2 separate regions of the Rattus norvegicus genome follow, and region 2 is linked to region 1. Evidence: chromatin contacts called from public Hi-C data. All regions are on one chromosome and are shown on one strand. The core of a region is the stretch at or near the end of the contact, and the rest is flanking DNA. Distances in the headings are between cores, read along the strand shown. Region 1 holds the start of Zfp36l2 (zinc finger protein 36, C3H type-like 2). Region 2 has its middle 41 kb from the start of Trnai-uau2.

Region 1 (6,051 bases), core at 2,637-5,136:
GTCCAGAGTGCACTCGTGGTGCTCCAACTGTACCTACGGCACAAACTAAGCGGCTGATCATTCATTTGTCATCCGGCAAAGCCGGGAGACTTTCCTGCCTCTTTACAATGAAAAATAATAGTACAAGTTCTGGACTGTCATTAAGCAAGGTATATTCGTGTACCACCAACAATTCAGCGTGAAGACCTGGCCTCTTCACATCATAGCTATGGTTAAAAAAAAAAGTGGTAAAATTCTTTTCCTCTTGTGCAGGCGAACCCATCCCACATTCAAATTCTCAAGCACTAATGGAATACTTATTTGGCTGAGGAAGATTTAAGGCAAGTTCGGGCCCTGTGAAGGCACTGAGACCCCCCCCCCCCCATTATTGCTACATGTCTTTATACTCAATGTCACAGTAGAGCTGGTGGAACTAGGAAACTGTCCTTTCCTTGCTGGTTTATAGCATGCCACGTGAGTCTGACTGCAGAGTCTCTGGGCATTCTTTTCCTCTTTAAAGTCGGATGGGCTACAACCATTATGCATTCTAAAAAAACTCAAAATGTTCCTCAAACTACTTCCACAGCATCAAGATAGATTTCTGTAAAGAAACCATGCAATCTTCCGAAATTTACGTAAACAAGGAAAGAAATTAATGAAATAAATATTACATACAATCTCTTAAATTAAGATTTTTCTTACTCATTTACAATAAAATAACCCAAGTGAAGTTACAAAAGGCATATATTACTGTGAAAAGAACACACTCCACGTTTTGCCGATTAATAATGGCAATTATAATTTAACATAATAAAAGAATATATATCTATTGCTTTCATCATACTCGATAAATACAGTATGAACAACATCCTCAAATGTATACTTTTCACAAGAATAATAAATAAGTTAAATAGTTTTTCATATTGAGTTGTGGTGCAGTGGTGCGGATCAACTCAAAACAGCTAAAAATGAAGCACTTATTTCCCAACTATGAACTGAGCTCTGCCCAAGGCTTCCAGAGGGCAGAGGAAATGGTTCTAAGCTAAACACCCACTGAGTGCTGGCAAGGAGACTGTTACCAAACTTTGGAATGCAAGGGCTCCCCCACCCCCAGACACATAGAACTTTGTTAAAAAACATAAACAAGGTAAACAACCACCAGGAAGGAGGCAGAGAGCTACTCCTACCAAGGCATGTTCTTGGCATTAGTTTGAATTCTAGAAGCTTATACTTTAGGGAGGTGGCAGCCGGCGGGCTCACACTGGTCTTGGAACCCCTTCCAAGGTCAGAGTTCTCACATCTGTAGCTAAGGCTTTCCAGTGAAGAGATGGAATGATGGTTGGTAGCTGCTGGTGATGGGCTGATTTTTATTTTTTTCTTTTAAAACTAGAGTTTCAAACTCTTCTGGGACCTAAAGCAAGTGTTTGGTATCCTTTGTTCTTTCTGCATCACAACCGCCCTGTTGTGGATATTTTGTTCATCCATTCGAAAAGTTCGTTGGCTTTTATTTCAACAAGAACGAAACTTTGCAATAATAATAATAATAATATTAATAATAAAATAAAAAAAAAGAACGAAACGAGAAAACCGAAAGGGAAGGGGCAGGGCCCCTCCCGGCAGAGTTCGAGTCCAAGTGCTCGGAGGGGCCTTAAAGTCGGCCTGCGGCAGTGTCACCCCCCAACCGGTGCCCCTGTAACGCCTCTCCCAACCCCTCGCGGGCGCCCCCTTGCCTCAGTCGTCGGAGATGGAGAGGCGGCTGAAGATGGGCAGGCGGCGGCCGGGGTCCAGGCTGGGGGACTCGGAGCCGCTGAGGCTGCCCGAGCTCAGCGAGCCACTCAGGTAACTGTCGCGGTCCGACAGCGAGTCCGGGGGGCTGGGGGGCGCGTCGAACACCGGCGACTCGGACAGACGGCGCGGCAGCTGGAAGCCGAAGGGCGGCGAGGGCGGCGCGGGGGCCGCGGGGGGCTGCGCAGGGGCCGGCGCGAGGCCCGCCAGGCCCTGCTGCTGGCTGCGGTAGTAGGCGGCGGCCGCGGCGGCGAAGTTGTGGGTCTGGATGGCAAGTGGCGTGATGAGGCTGCTCAGCTCCGGGCCGAAGGTGAAGGCGTTGTTGGCGCACGAGGTGGTCGAGCAAGTGGCGCACGGCGCTCCGGGAGTCAGCAGGTCCTCCGCGCCTCCGGGGCCGTAGAGCAGCGCGGCCGCCGCCGCCGCCGCCGCTGAGGCACAGCACGTCGGGGCGCCCGAGGGTGTGGAGGCCGCTGAGGTGGAGGAGCAGGAAGAGGCTGATGAGGAACAGGACGAGGCGGAGGAACAGGAGGGCGGCGGCGGCGTGCGCGACGTGGGGCTGTCGAGCAGCAGCGGCGACTCCAGTCCCCCGGGCGGCTGGTGGTGGCCCGACGGGAAGCCGGAGAAACTGAGGCTGTGGTGCAGCTTTGGCCGCGGCTCCCGGGCAAAGCCCAGGTGCAGCGCGTCGCGCGCGCCAAACGCTCGCAGGTCCCCGGAGGCGCCCCCCGATGGTGCGGGCCGCCGCTCGTCTGCGTTGTGGATGAAATGGCAGCGCGGGCCGTAGGGGCAGAAGCCGATGGTGTGGAAGGTGCGGCACAGCTCCGTCTTGTACTTGGGGTGCCGAGTGAGGCTGCGCAGCTCATGGAAGCCGTGCGCGAACTGGCACTTCTCGCCGTACTTGCACGTGCCGCTCTCCTCGAAGGGCCGGCACAGCTCGGTCTTGTAGCGCGTGGAGTTGATTTGGGAGCCGCTGCCCCCCTTCTGCTGCTGCTGCAGGTGCAGGAGGTGCTGGCTGCGCTCACCGTTCTCGCTGAAAGAGCGATCCCGGAATTTGCTTTCCTTGTTGACCAGCGCCGTGCCGCTGCCCCCTGAAGGCTCCTTGAGCTGGCCGTAGGAGGACGGGCCGCCCGCGCCTGCCGGGCCACAGCTGCTGCCGTTAGGGGCGCCTGGGAACTTAGGCGAGCAGCTGCCAGGACTGGGGTGGGCGAGCGCGTGTAGGTTGCTGGCGGAGTGGCGTCTCAGGAACCCCGGAGTGAAGCTCGAGCTGGGGGCAGCAGCCACGGGCGTCCCCACCGCCTTCTTGTCCAGCATGTTGTTCAGATTGAGGTTTGCCAGGGATTTCTCCGTCTGCCAAAGGGAGGGGACCGGGGACGGGATGAAAATCTGATGGGGAAGAGAGTTGGGGGAACTGCAGAATGGACGCCAATCCCAACTGCCCACTTGTTGGTGTTCCTTGTGGGTTCCAATTCAGTCTCCACCGCTACACTTACAAAACGCAGGCCGGAGAGAGTGGAGGACGCCCACCCCGGCCGCTCCGGGTCTAGCCATGTGATCCTGGGCCCGTGGCCACGGGATGGGCGGCGCAAACACAGTCCGGGAAGTCCCGGCAGCGTGGCCGCGGTCGGCTCGGGAGGAGCACGGCTGCTCCAGCCGCTACTCGCTCCCTCCCAGCTCTCCACGCCCACAGTTGCAAGCACACAGTACTGCTAACTACAGGACTTCCCTCCACCCGCAAAGCCAACTTGGAAGGGTCCCTCCCGCCTTAGCCGGGCCCGGCGGCCAAGTCTCGGAACTCCAAAGGGTTCCAGGCCGTCCGCCATCCTTTCCCGCTGTCGGCTTACCTTGCACAAGAAGTCGATATCGTAGAAAGCTGACAGAAGAGTGGTCGACATTTTTCTGGGTCCTGTAATGGTCGGAACTGCAAGCGGGGAGGTTGGGAGGAGCCCTCGGTGCGGCGCAGCTCAAACCAAGACGAATAACGGACGAGGGGCAGGGAGGGACGGAAAGTTTGCTTGCGGGGCCGAGGAAGGAGGCCGCGGCGCGCGGAGTGGGGGGCAGAGGAGAAGCGAGAGCGCAGCTCGGCGCCCCGGCCTGCCCCCCGCGCGAGCCGTCGGCAGCTCGCGGACTGGTGGAACTCGGAGACCCGCGAGCGCGCGCCCTATATACAGCCTGGGAGCCGCGCGGCGGCGGGGCAAAGCGCACCCGGGGAGGGGACTGATCGCTGACCGGCTGGGGTCTCTAGGCAACGCCGCCCGCCGGCCCGCAGACGTCAGGCCCCTTCTCGGACTCTCATTGGTCGCCGCCAATTTTTTCCCTTCGGGGGCGGGGCGGGGCGGGCAGTCCCGGGCGTCCCGGGCGGCGTGGGGAGCACGGCTCCTTGGGGTGCGGGGTGGCGGCGGCGGGAATATCTCGTTCTCCCCCGCCTCTTGGAGTGTAATATTGGAAAGCACCTCACGCTCAATCTGACCGGGACCAGGCTATCCCGGACGTGCCTTTCCCTGCCCGATCCTGCTGGGCCGACTGGCGCAGCTTTTATCTCCCACCCTAGTTTTTGCTCGGCGCGCGGGAACTGCAAAACGCAACAATATTGCAATGGTGCGCGTTGCCAAGTTGCTTGGGACTGGGGGCGGGGGTCGCGGCCTGTCTGGTAGGTGGCAGCTCGGGCCCGGCTGCACGTGGAGAGGCCGTAGGGGTGGGGGCGGGAGCGGCCAGCCTGGAGGAGCATTGGAGCGTTTCTCCGCCCCTCTCCCCGCCCAGGCTCAGTAAACAGGACTTGAGCGTTGCGGCCTGTGGGGCAGGGCTGACTGTCTGAGGACAAGGCGCTGGCTTTGCTAATCACATCACAAGACCTTGAGCCTGGGCCAAAGGCGCGGAGTGGCGCGGGGTGTCCGGGGCGGGAAAGCCGACTCGGGGGACTAGAGGGAAGTCGGGGGAGCAGTGTGGACACGGAGGAAGTCACTTCCTTCACCTTTGTGCCTGTTGGTTGGCCTAACCTCCCCACCCGTCTCAGGGATGGGGGGTGCAGCTGCTAGCCAAGGCTTCCCGCCCGTACAGCCTTGGCCTGTTGAGTCCTGCAACCTTTTTCCTACGGCTGTGGGAGGCACCGCATTGAATCTAAGCTTTGTGTTAGCTGCCGGAGGCGGTGGTTGCTGAACCACCACCCAGGTTGGGGGGAAGAGGCCCTCGTTCTGTTGCCTTTAGTGCAACTCCTACTAGCTTTCCGTAGAAAAAGCAGTCTCAAAAGGCCCCTGACTCTTTTGAGAGTAGCACCCCCCCCCACACACCTAGTGCCCAGTGAGGCTACCCCCAACCCCCAACGTTACTCAGGCGATCTGGTCAGGTCCAGAACCCTTTATCCCTACACTGAGTTTATACTGGCTGCCAAAAGCTGGAGTTGGGCCCACGGTTTCACCCAACTGGCAGTCCAGGTTGCCCTGGGTGGAAGGCCCAGTAGTTGCCAGGGAAGGACGCTTGACCAACTACATCCTTCCCACGTTATTCTTCCTGTCTGCTTGCACTCAGTCCAGTGTGCACTTGGGCTGTATCAGTTAACCTGGAAGGTAAGGAGGTACATCTGTCACTCAACAGGCTCCCGAGTCCAGGCGCATTTGGCTGCATTTTTGCCCCTGTAAGGCTGGACTTTAGGGTCACAAATGTGCTAAGTGGGTATGGTGGTTCAGGCAGAGGCAAACAAATTTCGGTGAGTTTTAGGCCAGCCCAGCACAGCTTAGTGTGAGAGTGAGACCATACCTCAATAAAGTAAAGAAAAAAGCCCATACCACCTTATATATTAAAGCAAAGGGGCCACTCAAATCTTAGGGCCCTCAAATGTAGTGACTTAGGGAAAGATGGCTGCTTTACTCTTCCCACCCACGTTGCTCTTGCCCCTAGTATTGCTGTGCAGCTGTGGCTCAAAGGACCCCAAAGGTAAGCATGATACCCTGTGACCAAGGTTTTCCTGGTTCCTCTAAGGACGCCTCAGGAAAGCATGCAGCATATCCCCCTAGCAGCTGTTAGCAGGATTTCAGACACAAACCTGTGGAAACAGCCGTCCTTCTTGCCCTCCCAGGCTGGCCACAGCCAGCCAAGATCCAAATCTGGGGTAATTCCCAGCCAACAGCAGCAAGAACACCCACTGGGTACACTTGGTAGGATGGACTTGAAGATAACATAACATGTTCTGGTACATGCTTTGGTACAGCATGCCCGCTAATGTGAAATGGTTTTATTGTTATGTAAATGCTTTTATTTCATTTTAGATGGGAGGGGAGAGGGAAGGTTTGGCCCTGA
Region 2 (5,279 bases), core at 2,428-4,927, 300 kb before region 1:
CCTTCTGAGTTCTGGCTACTTCCTGGCTGTGTCCCGGGGGCTGCCGAGAACCCTGAGCTCCTCATGTCATTGTACGGAAGGACAGGCACAGACTCGCCAGACGCAGGGCTCAGAGACACGTACCCCTGCATTGTCTGAGCCCTGCTGAGGAACTCCTTCCCGGTTATAGATCGGTTCATGCTGGCGGGCACACTAAGCCATACATACTCAACCGTGCCCAAGGCACAGGAGACGTCAGTCCCTCGGAGCTTTCCTTTATTTAAAGTTTTGACATCTCATCATCTTGCATATTTGGAGTTAATCTTGAATTTTAAAGATACTGCTTCAAATATATGAATTGGATGTTGGGGTTTGGGGTGTTCCGTTAAGCCTTTCTTTTGCGACAAGGACCTTGTTGACTCCCCCATGACAGGGTCAAGGACATGGAGAAAGGAGCTCTTGGTCTGGCCTGGTGCAGCCATGAGCAGAGATGTGTAGGGATGAAATTAGTCAAGACTTTTCTAAGAGGGGTTCACAAGGTCTGGCATGTGTGTGTGTGTGTGTGTGTGTGTGTGTGTGTGTGTGTGTGTGCTTGTGTATACTTATGAATCTGGATGTAGGGGTGACAAGGGAAACCAAGACTTTCAGAATTCCACTACAGGGTCAACGGAGTGGAGGGCATGTCCTGGTGTGGGTGGAGTACATTTGAGTCTTTAGACGTAGAAAGAGGATCGGGAAACAGAACTGGGCGGAGGGGGAGAAAGTCCCAAAAGAAAAGTGAGGAAGTTTAGTTTCTGAAAGGAGGGTCTGAGGGAAGGGATGGGAAAAAAGAAAACTGAGGAGAAAAGTCCTTACCTCCCACCTTCAATGTGTGCACAGAGCGCACTGCACATGGCTGTCCCTGCCGCACTTGCCCACGTGTGCTCAAGGCTGTGTGCCAGGAGGATGCAAGTTTGCATACGTAGGTCTAGACCACAGCCTTTCCACCCTGTCTTTACTCTGTTTCCCCGATTACAAACCCATTTACATTAGGCAGAAATGTGCAGGTCCTAGAGGAAGAACGAAGCCGGCATCAGCCTGGCATTTGGACATAAACTCTGTTGTTCACTTAGAATGACCTATGGTGCCTGTGACCAGGTGAGCCTCACTTCTAACAATGTCTTCCTAGCCTTGGCCTGCCACTATGACAAAGTCTCCTGTAGCCCAGGGTGTCCGTTACGCCCAGTTTATGCAGTGCCAGTGACTCAGTGGATGTTAGAGAGCACCCTGCCAATGGAGTTACAGCCTCAGTTCCCTTCTCAGCGTGTGCACGCATGTGCGTGTGTGCAGGAACAAGCACACTCTCGAGCTTAGGATAGGGACTCCTGTAGCCCAGCCTGACCTGGAACTTGTTCTGTAGTCAAGAATGACTTGGAACTCCTGGTCCTCCTGCTTCTGCCTCCCAGTGCTGGGATAACATATCTACTCCATCAGCCCTGGTTTACCGGGGCTTCCTCTCTAGTCACTGATTCCTCCTTCCCATGGCCGAAGGCTTCATCTCAGAGACTTCCTTCTTGTGAGATTTTTTTTAAACCCACTTATATGAGTCTGTTTTTGCTTCAATCCCAGGTGTGGAATATGGGGCTGCTTCAGATTGTCCACAGCAGCTGACTGGAATCTGTCTCGTGCTCTGGCAGGGGCATGATTCTACCAGCTGAAAGATAGTTTAAGTTTGGAATTCTGGGGACTCTTGAGAGGTTATAAAAAATGCCAGAGCCCGGAGAGCCTGTGGAGGCTGCTGCTGGTTCCTGCCGCTGCTTTTGCTATTGGCTGTTTTGCTGTTTGGGTGGATTGCTGGTCGGAGATATCTTGACAGTGAACACTGGACTTGCCCCTAGACACTCAATGCCCTAATCATCAGGGAGTAGTCTAAAGAGATCTATGCCCCTTTCCCCTTTAAACTTTCTTCTACCAGTGTTGAGGGGTGGAAGGGATTGGGGTGGAGAAGGGGAGTAAATATCAGGATCCAGTATAGTAGCCAGAAGTACAGTTACACGTCCCGTGGAGATCCAGGCCTTCTGAGCAGCCTGCTGACTTACCTCTTCACTCTCGCCAGTATCAGAATCGGCATCCTTGGGGCTGAGCCCTGAACAGGAGCTCACCCCTTCTGTGTGGTGGGCACCAGGTCTAGACCCTGCCTGCCTGAAGCCTCACTGGTGAGCAGACTCTGAGGTTTACCAGGCTCCCTAGGGGCCATTGCTACATGAGGTTGGGGATAGGTGGAAAAGGCAGTGAACAGATTTCAACTCGTGCCTCCTGGAAACCACATCAAATGGTGCAGCTAGGAATTAATAAATAAATTTGGGAGACAAGTCAATTACCCTCCCCCTGTGCCCCTGTCCCCAGGGGCAAACAGCGGCAAGTGGTTCCCAGACTCAGCATGCTGCCTTCCCCAGGGCAGGACAACCACTGCAGCTGGCTTCTGTCAGATTAGCTGAGCAAGATGTGACAGGCCTCTGTCCTCTGGGGAAATCACTCCTTTCCTGGGAGGTGGTGAGGACATTCCCAGGTTGCTCTGTTCCTGCCCTTTCCCCGCACACTCCTGGTTTTACCACTTTATATTGAAAAAAAAAAAACCAAAAAACAAAACTCAGACACTGACTTCTTGTTGCTTTTGAAAACACATATTCACTCTGCAAATGTGGAGCAAAGCCCGTTAGCTATGTGGTAGAGGCTTTGCTGGGTTGGAGAATCTTGGAGACACAGCTCTGCCTGTGAAGAGTTTACCAGTGTGTGTGTGTGTGTGTGTGTGTGTGTGTGTGTGTGTGTGTGCAGGATGTGTGTATCAGGCAATGTGATTCCATATAGTGAATTTTTTTGGACTAAAAAAGTGGGGAGTTCCTAGCTTAGTCTAAAAGGCTCCCCGGAGAGCCCTCTGAGAAGGTGATGTGAAACAAGCTGTTACTTTGACGGGTGGAAAGTGCTGCAAGTTTTACAGAGCTGGGGAATGGAGGTGAAGTGAGAGAGGGGGCTTTGAAGTGATTCAGCTGGAAGGATCCAGATGTGAAAGGGACAGAGTTGGGCTGGGGTGACGAGGGAGGGGAGGAGCTACAGGTACCTGATGACAGGGTTTCAGGGTTTCATCAGAGACAGACAGACAGACATAGAGACAGAAAGACAGACAGACTGAGAGAGAGAGACAGAGAGAGAGAGAGAGACAGACAGAGAGAGAGAGAGAGAGAGAGAGAGAGAGAGAGAGAGAGAGAGAGAGAGAGAGAGAGATGGGATTTAGGTTCCTTTCAGCTTTGTGTACACTGTGCACAGGGTGTTATTTCTACATCAAACAATTCCGTGGAGTCCACCAGACGCAGAGAATAGCAATCTCCTCTCTGTTCAGCATTAGGGAAAATGAGTCCTCCAACCTTTGCTGCCTCTGAATTTTCTCAGCTTGCATCAATTAGACAAGTTCTTTAGATTGATGCTCTCCTCTTGTTTATTGTGCACGAAGATGACTTGGGACATCGAGTCAACTGTGGGTGTTTGGTGTCTGTCGTGGAGGCTGGGGTTCTACAGGGCTCCGCAATGTGCATTTTTAACAAGCTCCATGGGTCAGAGAGCACATTTTGAAAAACACGTTCCCAGAAGCTGATCACGTCCTCCCAGGGAACGTGCTTGTGACTGAGGCTGCCACCAGATGGCAGTACTGCTTCGTGATGCTCTAATTAGACTCCCGGGTTTTCCTTCTTCAACTGGGGGTGGTGGTCGCTGGCCCAGAGACAGACAGTTCTGGGTTTGTTGTTTTGCAAGAATGTGTAGAAATGAGGCTGGGTTGGTGAGGAACGCTCAGCTGCTTGTGGGGTGGGGAGTGGTGCTGAGGCTGGAAGATTGCAAGTTCAAGACCTGCTTGGGCTACAGAGTGAGAAGGTCATCAGGGAGTGCAGGTCAGGGGCACTGCACTCGCTTAGCGCCCACTCAAAGAACAAACAGATAATGAAGATTAAAACAAGTTAGTCATCAAAGCGTAAATTTCAAAAAAGTTTAAATTTCATTTTCAGCCAGCAGAGCTGAGCTTTCCATGCAGAAATCTCCTGTCCTGCGCTCATTCTGATCACCTGAAATCTGCGAGGCTCAACGAGCACATGGACTTAGTTCTTATTGGTATTATTGTTTGGAATGTCCCCGTCTTTATCACGGGATAGAGTCGCTTTTTCATGCCCATTATTAAATGACTGAGGCAGGGATGGGATGTATCCCTTGGGGTCTTTGAGCAGGGTAGTGACAGGGGCACCTCAGCTTTCAAACACAGCTCTTGGTTTATACTTGATTGACATGGTGGTCCTGGTGACCTGGCTTAAATTGGAAACTGGCTGGACAGGGTCCAAAAGTCCATTAAATGATGATCTGAATTAGTGACTTCTAGTGCCAGCTCTAGGGTGTCCTGTTATTCGATGGTGCCCTGTCTGCTGGACTTCCCTAGTGCGGTCACTGAGAAACATCTCCAGCCCCTTTTTGGGGACGGGGTTGCTCTCCGAAAAACTCAGAGTGTATAAATACTATGGTCTCTTTCTTATCCCTAGTCAGCAGCTTTGGCTGATTCTTTCTTTCTTTCTTTTTTTTTTTTTTTTTTTTTTCCGGAGCTGAGGATCGAACCCAGGGCCTTGCGCTTGCTAGGCAAGTGCTCTACCTCTGAGCTAAATCCCCAGCCCCACTTTGGCTGATTCTAAGTGACCATTGTTGGTACCAGGAGAGATGGGGACTCCCGGTGTCCTGCTTTCTCTACATCCTGTTTTCAACTGCATCTCTGTTTTCCTTCCCCTCCCTCCTCTTGCTTCTTCTCCTTTTCTCTCCTTTCTTGTTCTGTGCGCTCTCTCTCTCTCTCTCTCTCTCTCTCTCTCTCTCTCTCTCTCGTTTCCAAGAAGGTCTTGATGTGTAGCCCAGGCTCACTTGCCTTATTCTTAGGCTCCCCTATTTCAGACTCCCAGATTCTGGGGTTACTGGAGAGTACAACACACCTGCCCACGGTGGCTTTTAAAACTAGGGAAAAACAAGACAAGAACAATATAAAAATCTATTATTGTGGGGCTGGGGACTTAGCTCAGTGGTAGAGCGCTTACCTAGGAAGCGCAAGGCCCTGGGTTTGGTCCCCAGCTCTGAAAAAAAGAACCAAAAAAAATCTATTATTGTTATTATTATTATTATTATTATTTATTTTAAAAGAATTATTTATTTTAAGTATATGAGTACACTGTCACTGTCTTCAGACACACCAGAAGAGGGCATCAGATCCCATTACAGATGGTTGTGAGCCACCATGTGGTTGC

What was found. Hi-C and Micro-C count contacts between places; a contact is called where the count stands out from the background.
Region 2: a contact with region 1 is called in a Hi-C map of Schwann cells, with 7 times the contacts expected there. The contact joins the enhancer-like site here to the promoter of Zfp36l2 in region 1. A contact is called at or near these places in 8 of 12 Hi-C or Micro-C datasets (the A7r5 cell line, Schwann cells, frontal cortex and 5 more) and 1 of 1 datasets of contacts at active chromatin or transcription factors (oligodendrocytes).

The regions. Positions count from the first base shown.
Region 1 is chr6:16,240,457-16,246,507 of GRCr8, reverse strand. Zfp36l2 (zinc finger protein 36, C3H type-like 2) reads right to left here and starts at 3,886. Exons shown (of 2, transcript NM_001036626.2): 1 at 3,603-3,886; 2 at 1-3,108. The coding sequence starts at 3,653. The coding sequence ends at 1,711. It also overlaps a transcript of Thada not described here.
Region 2 is chr6:16,539,234-16,544,512 of GRCr8, reverse strand. No RefSeq gene overlaps it. Among named protein-coding and RNA genes, the nearest start is that of Trnai-uau2, 41 kb to the left of the region's middle. Within about 2 kb of position 3,677, at least 4 of the 93 cell types and tissues checked have an H3K27ac peak or open chromatin away from gene starts, as enhancers often do. A contact at or near this core is called in Schwann cells, where this site is marked.